2 separate regions of the Sus scrofa genome follow, and region 2 is linked to region 1. Evidence: chromatin contacts called from public Hi-C data. All regions are on one chromosome and are shown on one strand. The core of a region is the stretch at or near the end of the contact, and the rest is flanking DNA. Distances in the headings are between cores, read along the strand shown.

Evidence for each region. A called contact is a pair of places that touch in the nucleus more often than the background predicts.
Region 2: a Hi-C map of skeletal muscle shows a contact between it and region 1, with 4 times the contacts expected there. The contact joins the promoter of GFOD1 here to the enhancer-like site in region 1. A contact is called at or near these places in 1 of 5 promoter capture datasets (liver), 7 of 47 Hi-C or Micro-C datasets (heart right ventricle, liver and skeletal muscle) and 2 of 2 datasets of contacts at active chromatin or transcription factors (alveolar macrophages and skeletal muscle).

The regions. Positions count from the first base shown.
Region 1 is chr7:9,781,870-9,785,426 of Sscrofa11.1, reverse strand. All of the region lies in intron 1 of GFOD1 (glucose-fructose oxidoreductase domain-containing protein 1), which reads left to right. Among named protein-coding and RNA genes, the nearest start is that of GFOD1, 71 kb to the left of the region's middle. Within about 2 kb of position 1,841, at least 25 of the 83 cell types and tissues checked have an H3K27ac peak or open chromatin away from gene starts, as enhancers often do. A contact at or near this core is called in liver and skeletal muscle, where this site is marked.
Region 2 is chr7:9,852,787-9,856,173 of Sscrofa11.1, reverse strand. GFOD1 (glucose-fructose oxidoreductase domain-containing protein 1) reads left to right here and starts at 1,896. Exons shown (of 2, transcript XM_021100194.1): 1 at 1,896-3,122. The coding sequence starts at 2,585.

The sequences.
Region 1 (3,557 bases), core at 592-3,091:
CAAGTTCTAGAAAGGGTGGAGGGAGTTCCGCTGTGGCTCCTGTCCATGAGGATGCAGGTCGATCCCTGGCCTCACTCAGTGGGTTAAGGATCCGGCGTTGCTGTGAGCTGTGGTGTAGGTCACAGAGGCGGCTTGGATCCTGCATTGCTGTGGCTGTGGTGTAGGCTGGCGGCTGTAGCTCCAATTTGACCCTAGCCTGGGAACCGCCGTATGCCGCAGGTGTGGCCCTAAAAACACACACACACACACACACACAAAATTGTGGAAGGGGTGGAAGAGAGGAGGGGACTGACTTTAAGAAAACACAAGGGAGTTCCCTTCGTGGCTCAGTGGTTAACGAATCCGACTAGGAACCATGAGGTTGTGGGTTCAATCCCTGGCCTCGCTCAGTGGGTTAAGGATCCAGAGTTGCCATGAGCTGTGGTGTAGGTCGCAGACATGGCTTGGATCTGGTGTTGCTGTGGCTGTGGCGTAGGCCGGCGGCTTCAGCTCCAATTACACCCCTAGCCTGGGAACCTCTGTATGCTGTGGATGTGGCCCGAGAAAAAGACAAAAATAAATAAATAAATAACCAAACAAATGAATAGTTTAAAGAAAATAAGAAAGAAAACATGAGAACAGGAGGGTAATGTTTTAAACTCTGGGGAATGTTCTAGGCGTTCTCGCCAGGAGGGGGAGGCTGCTGGGGAGTGACGGGAATCCAGGCGGTGACAGGTTGTGAGTCCTTGCAGCACAGGGTGGGCTCCTTGGCTGCCGCTGGATGTTCTGGAACATCCGATGCCCTTTCCCCTGAGCCCTGACCTCGCTTCCCTGCTTGGGTGCCGCAGCCGCTGGCCGCCCGCAGGAAGAGCAGGTGGCCTTCTGTACCTGACCATGTGAGCTGGGGGGACCGTGACCTTCGCTCTGAGCTACAGCCTCTTCTGCATAATGCTGTGTTCCTGGCACCTGGGGCCTCGAACTCCCTTATCTTTTTTTTTTTTTTTAACTGAAGTAGATGTGATTTATAAATATTATGTTAGTTTCAGGTGTACAGTGAGGGGATTCACTTAAGCATATATATTCGCTCCCGATTCTTCATTATGGAGTATTACATGAATTTGAATATAGTATAGTTCCCTGGGCCCTATAGTAAATCCTTGTTGTTATCTATTTGATATAGAGTGGTGCGCACCTGTTAATCCCAGACTCCTAATGTATTCCTTCCTGATTCACTTTCCCCTTTGGTAACCACAAGTTAGTTTTCTGTTGTCTGTGAGTCTCTTTCTGTTTTGTAATTAATCGCCCTTCCTTGTCCGCTCACAGTTAAGTTGACTTTCTGTTACTGAATCTATCCTTGGACTTGGTCTGAATATGCTGATTCCTGCTGTTAGCTGAGGGGTGGCCTTTTAGAAGCCCAGGCCCGCGGTCATGACAGCTGGCATTTATCAGGCACCCCCTGGGTGCCAGGCACTGCGCCCAAGCTCTTTCTACCACAGCCCAATGATGGGAGTGCATGTATCCGTCTCCATTTATAGCTGGAGCTGTGGGCGCCCAGCAGTATCGTGTGAGGGGCCTGGGGTCACACGCGCAGCAGGTGCTGGCGCCAGGAGCTGCTCTCAGACCCACTCTGTCCCGTTCTGTGCTGGGCAGTGTGTCCAGCCAGGGACGCCGTTATAACCCCGAGCTACCAAAGGCATCACCGCCTGTCTCAGACAAGCAGCTGGGCCCTGTGGCCTGACCAGCTAGTTTTGTCTAGTTGGTTGGCAGTACAGTGGGGCTGGCTGACCCTGGCACTCTCCACATTCTTAAGCACTGATGCCTGCGTCACACGATCTGGCCCTCTGTCCAGTGTGACCGCACTGCCACCTCCAGTCACTTCCAAATATGCACATCTTTCCGGCCCATCCAGATTGCAGGATGCTCGTGGACAGGGTCCACGCCAGGTTTTCTTGTTTTCCTCCAGTGGCCTCCCCCGAGCGCCTGGCCTATTAGCGGGTGCTTACAAGTGGTTTCATGCCCCTTAGCCTGACTGGGGGACAGCCTTTTAAGTGGCTGCCTTCCACGGCCGGATACAAATTGCCATCGACTGGTATTATGAGCCCTTCTCCCTTTGCAGAACAAACATGGTTTTACTTCAGCAACTGAAAGTGGAAGAAAACCATACCTGCAGATGCTAGGGCCTGATTTTAGCGGCTTAGCCATCTCATGCATTTTCTGTTGCCTTCTTTGTCGTGGGCATCTTTGTGCTGGGTAGTTCCTGCTGTTCAAAAGGCAAAACCAAATTGAACTCTGAGATGGAACCTGGTTCCCTCGGCAGTCTTGGGGGCTGATCTGCTAGGCCGTCTCTTGGGTTTAGCTGTGGGTTGGTCTGTACACGTGCTTATTTGAAACAGGGGCACAGGTGCTTGCTGCGCCAGGTGGTGGGAGCTGGGTGGCCTTGGTGGGAGGGGCGATGCATGCTTCAGAGCCGTGCTCCCCCACGCCCACCCCCCGTTTTGGCCAAAGAATGCTCAGCCATCCTTTTCAGCCTTGGAGGAGGAAAGAGCTCAATTTCAGCCACGTGCGAGCTCCCCACCCTCCTGGCGTGGAATGCCCCTGTGGGCACCATCCATTAGAAAAGATTTTATTAGTTTTTCTTGGCCCAGATTTCTTCTTTTGATTATCCCTGGCCAAGGAATGCAGGCTTATCACATGTCATTGTCCCTGCTGGCCCCAGCTGTGCTCCTGTACCTTGGTGGCAGGAGAGACTGGAGATCAGTGGCAACAGAAGCATTCCTAGCAAGTGGGGACCTTGTGCTCATGGTGCCTGTCCCCAGGCAGATTTTTAAGACTGCCGGTTCACCTCTGCTGCTTCCTTCTGCTGCCTGCGAGAGTGTGAAAGGCCCAGGGCATCATGGGCAAATGCTCCACAAAATTGTGTGGCCAGCAGCTTTACCAAAGCGAGGGAGAAGGGAGAAGGGGGGAAGGAGAGAGAGGAGAGGAGAGAGAGCGGCAAAGGCGCCAGGAGCATGCATAGACTCAGGGGCAGACATTTCCAGGGGACATGATGGCCAGTGACAGAGTGACAGAGCAAGAGGGTGGACCATTGGCCTGGGTCCACTCGGTACTCTGATACAACTTCTTGCCCAGTTCAGATGTTGCTGGGCGTCTTGTGTGTACAGTGGGTGATCACAGAGAGCGCTTGGAAGGCTGTGAACGGGTGCTGAGCAAACCCGAGGGTGCTTGTTGTCATAGCATCCCTGTCCCATCCCTCAGCCACCAACGCTCTCTCTCTAAAGCCTACAGGATCTCAAGGGCTTGTCGGATGAGGATTTAGTGATAACCTTGCTCAGAGGAGCCCCACTCTTGCAACTTCCATGCTTCGAAGAAAGAAAGCGGAGGTGCTCAGAGGAGGCAGCGCCCTGGGCGGAGTGAGGGGAGGCAAGACGAGGGAGGCCGAACGCAGACATAGTCTCGCTGATTCTGTAGTCAAAGGCTGAGTCTCTCATCCGAGGGTTGGCACCACTGGGATGAGACTAACAAGATGTGGGGAGGGGGCAGATGTGGACAATATTTTATAACCAGTATCACCCATCAGA
Region 2 (3,387 bases), core at 647-3,146, 71 kb before region 1:
CAACTGTGGCTCTGATTTGACCCCTAGCCTGGGAACTGCCATATGCCACAAGTGCAGCCCTAAAAAAAAAAAAAAGAAAGAAAGAAAGACAGAAATGATGTTGAGGAATTTCCTGGTGCCTTAGCAGCACAGAAAAAAAGAAAAAAAAATGATGTTGATAACAGACCCACTCTCCATTTCTTTAACATTTATTACTATGTGCTAGACACTATTCTAAGAACTTTATAAAACCAACTCGTACAATCCTTCAAAATCCTCATTGGTGGATACCATTATTCCTTCCACTTTACAGATGCAACTGGCCCAGGCAGGTCAACTCATTTTTAGGATCTTACAGCTAGTAAATAGCAGAGCCAGGAGTCAATCCCAGATGCTCCAGCTCTGCTTCCAGCCCCAATGCCCAGCGCCACGTCCTCTGCTCCCCATGAACGGTGCCATCTTTGACCCATGACCTGGCCTCTGGGTACTGAGAAGGTGCCCCCGGTCAAGAATCATTGCTGCACCGCCACCACCGCGGGCGTTCCTGCCTGGCTTCTTAGAACTCCTCTGCTCTAAAGAAGCCTGTCAATATTGATGGCAACCCCCCTTTTGTCTCTGCCACTCCAGCACTCAGCGTCCTTTGAGCCTGTCTCCCAAGGCCCTGAGGTGGGCCTCCTCCCTGTATTATTACACCCACGCATTTTTGGAGTCCTGCTCTCTTCTCGCGCCCTGCCTCATTACCAGCTGTTACAAGTTGTTTTAAAAACTTCTAAGTATCAGGCTTTTCACTCCTGTGTTCAAGCAGACCTTGTGCCACATTGAGCCGAGTGCCAAAGACAAGAGATGAACATGGCAGGACGCCTGACCTTTCGGCACCGAGCAGGTGCAAAGCGGGCATTCAGCGAAGAATATCCATTCATTTATTTAGCACATGTTTATTGAGCGCTTACTACAAGCCAGGCAGGCTGTGTGCTAGGTGCGAGGATTCGGCAGGAAACCCCTCCCGGAGCATGGGGAGAGTCTCCGCCGGGCAGAGGGCTCGGGAAAGGAGCTGAGGCCCTGGAAAGTGGCGGTGAAAAAACCGAAGCATGAGGCTAGAGGCTGGCGTGCCCTCTCGCTGAGCGACCCCTCTGTCTGGAAACCCAGATGCAACACACACGTGCGGGACCCTTACCCCACAGCTGCTGCCAAGCACAGCAGCGTCCACGCGGTGGGTGAGGAAGGCGGCTGGGCCGTGTGTGCGCAAGCGGGTGAGGGTGGCGCACGATTAGAGCTGGCTCTCTTAGAAGGAGAGGGGAGAACTCCAGGCCCAAACTGCAGCCTGGATTCCAAAACCAGACATGTTGTGCGACCTTGCGCAAGTCCCTAATCCTTCCCAGGACTCAGTTACATCATCAGTTAAATGGGTTTCCAATAACCTTAGGGTTGGTGCGAGGATTTAGAGAGAATGCGTGGAAAGCTTCTCTGGTGTAGTTCCCAGCCTGGAGGAAAACATCCCCGGAGCGGACGGAGGTGGTAATTACCCGCTGCTCACACCTCGCCGCGTCCCCGGGCCTCCCCCGGGCCAGGTCACCCGCTGCTCTCTGCCGAGGTCCAGACGACGAGCCTATTGGGGCGTGCCCTGTCTCCATAGATTCATTGGCTTGCTTGGGGCGGGGTTCGGAAAGAGACGGGGAGAAAGAGGAGGTGGTGGAGGGCGAAGAAAGGGGAGACGCGCGCTGGGCTGGAGGCGAACGAGGCGGGGCCGGGGAGGAGCCGGGCGTGTTCTGGGTCCCCGCGCTGCGCGCACCCGGAGCCCGCGGCGGCGGAGGCGGGGGCGGCGCGCGGCGGCCAATGGCGCGGGGCGCTGCGGCGGGGGCGGGGCCAGGAACCCCCGGCCGCTGACAGCCCGACTCGCCAACTCCGCCCTCGCCCCGCGGGATCCCGGAGCCCGAGCCGGCCCCGGGCCCAGGCCGCCCGCGCCGCGCGGCGAGAGAACATGGCAGCAGAATGAGGAGGCTGGTCCCGGGTCGTGGCCGCCACCGCCGCCGCCGCGCTGCAGCTCCAGTTCCGCGCCCCACGCCTTCCGAGCCGTATGCTTAGCCGGCCTCCTGGTGGCCGTCGGTTTATTTCACACGGAGCGGCGGGCGGGGAGGAAGGGGACCCCGCCGCTCAGCCGGTCCGGGCTCCGGCAGCGTGTCGCGGCTTGTGCGTGAGACTCGCCGGCTGCGGAAGCGACGCGGGGGACAGCCGGTCCCGGGCGCGGGGATGAGCCGGCCATGGAGCGGCCTCAGCTGGGCGCACGCAGCCGGCTGGCGCTGCGGCGGGAGCGCCGCTTGAGCCGGGGCTCCGCGGGGCTTCGGGGCCTCGGGCGCCGCGGGAGGGTTCCTGCCGCCGCCTCCGGGAAGGACGGGAGCCCTGCGTGGCGGACACTGCAGCAGTCACCGAACTGAGGCGCCCGAGCCCGCTCCGCCTGCAGCTCGGTGTGCTCTGGGCACCCGGGCGCCTTGCCCACGGCGGCTGGCGCACCGCGGCGAGCTGGGTGCGGGACTGGCTAGAGGGGTGTGTGTGCGCGTGTTCGACCGGAGATCCGAGCTAAAGTAGAATCAGGTGGACTCAAGCAGCCATGCTACCCGGGGTGGGCGTGTTCGGCACCAGCCTCACGGCCCGTGTCATCATCCCGCTGCTGAAAGACGAGGGCTTCTCGGTGAAGGCGCTGTGGGGCCGCACGCCGGAGGAAGCGGAGGAGCTGGCCAAGGAGATGAGCGTCCCCTTCTACACCAGCCGCATTGACGAGGTGCTGCTGCATCAGGATGTGGACTTGGTGTGCATCAACCTGCCGCCGCCCCTCACCAGGCAGATCGCTGTCAAGACCCTGGGTGAGCGACCCCTCCCCCACCTCCGCTCCAGACTTCTCTCTTTCCTCCCCCGCTGCTTTTCTCCTCTCGCCCCGGGTTCATCCCGGAAGCTTACACGGCATCCACGCGACCCGGGGCCCCGAGATCCTACATCCTACTCCGAGCTTTCTCCTTCCTCCCTGGCCTTCCCCACAACTACGCTTCCCTCCTCGGCTCTGGCACCACCTGGACGCGCTTCCCCACGTGTGTGGCGCGGAGGCTGCAGGAGGCGTGTGTTCCGGGGAAGCGGATCGGGCGGAGGAAATGGTGAAGACTGGGGATAGGCTGCTCGGGGGGGGGTGGGGAGGGGGGCACAAAACGAAGTCCCCCGCTGTGTGTGTGTGTATAGTGCCTGAGTGTGTGCGTGCGTGCGCGCCTGCGCGCCCAGGAACGCCAGAATAAAGGGCCCCACACGTGTGCCGGGTTTTCCCCGGGGGCGATTGACAACCTGACTTTCTGCAGATGTGGCGCCCTGCTGGGATAGTTTGTTTCTTTCTGCTGTGAGTTAGTTTAGTGTGACCTTAGAGATGTG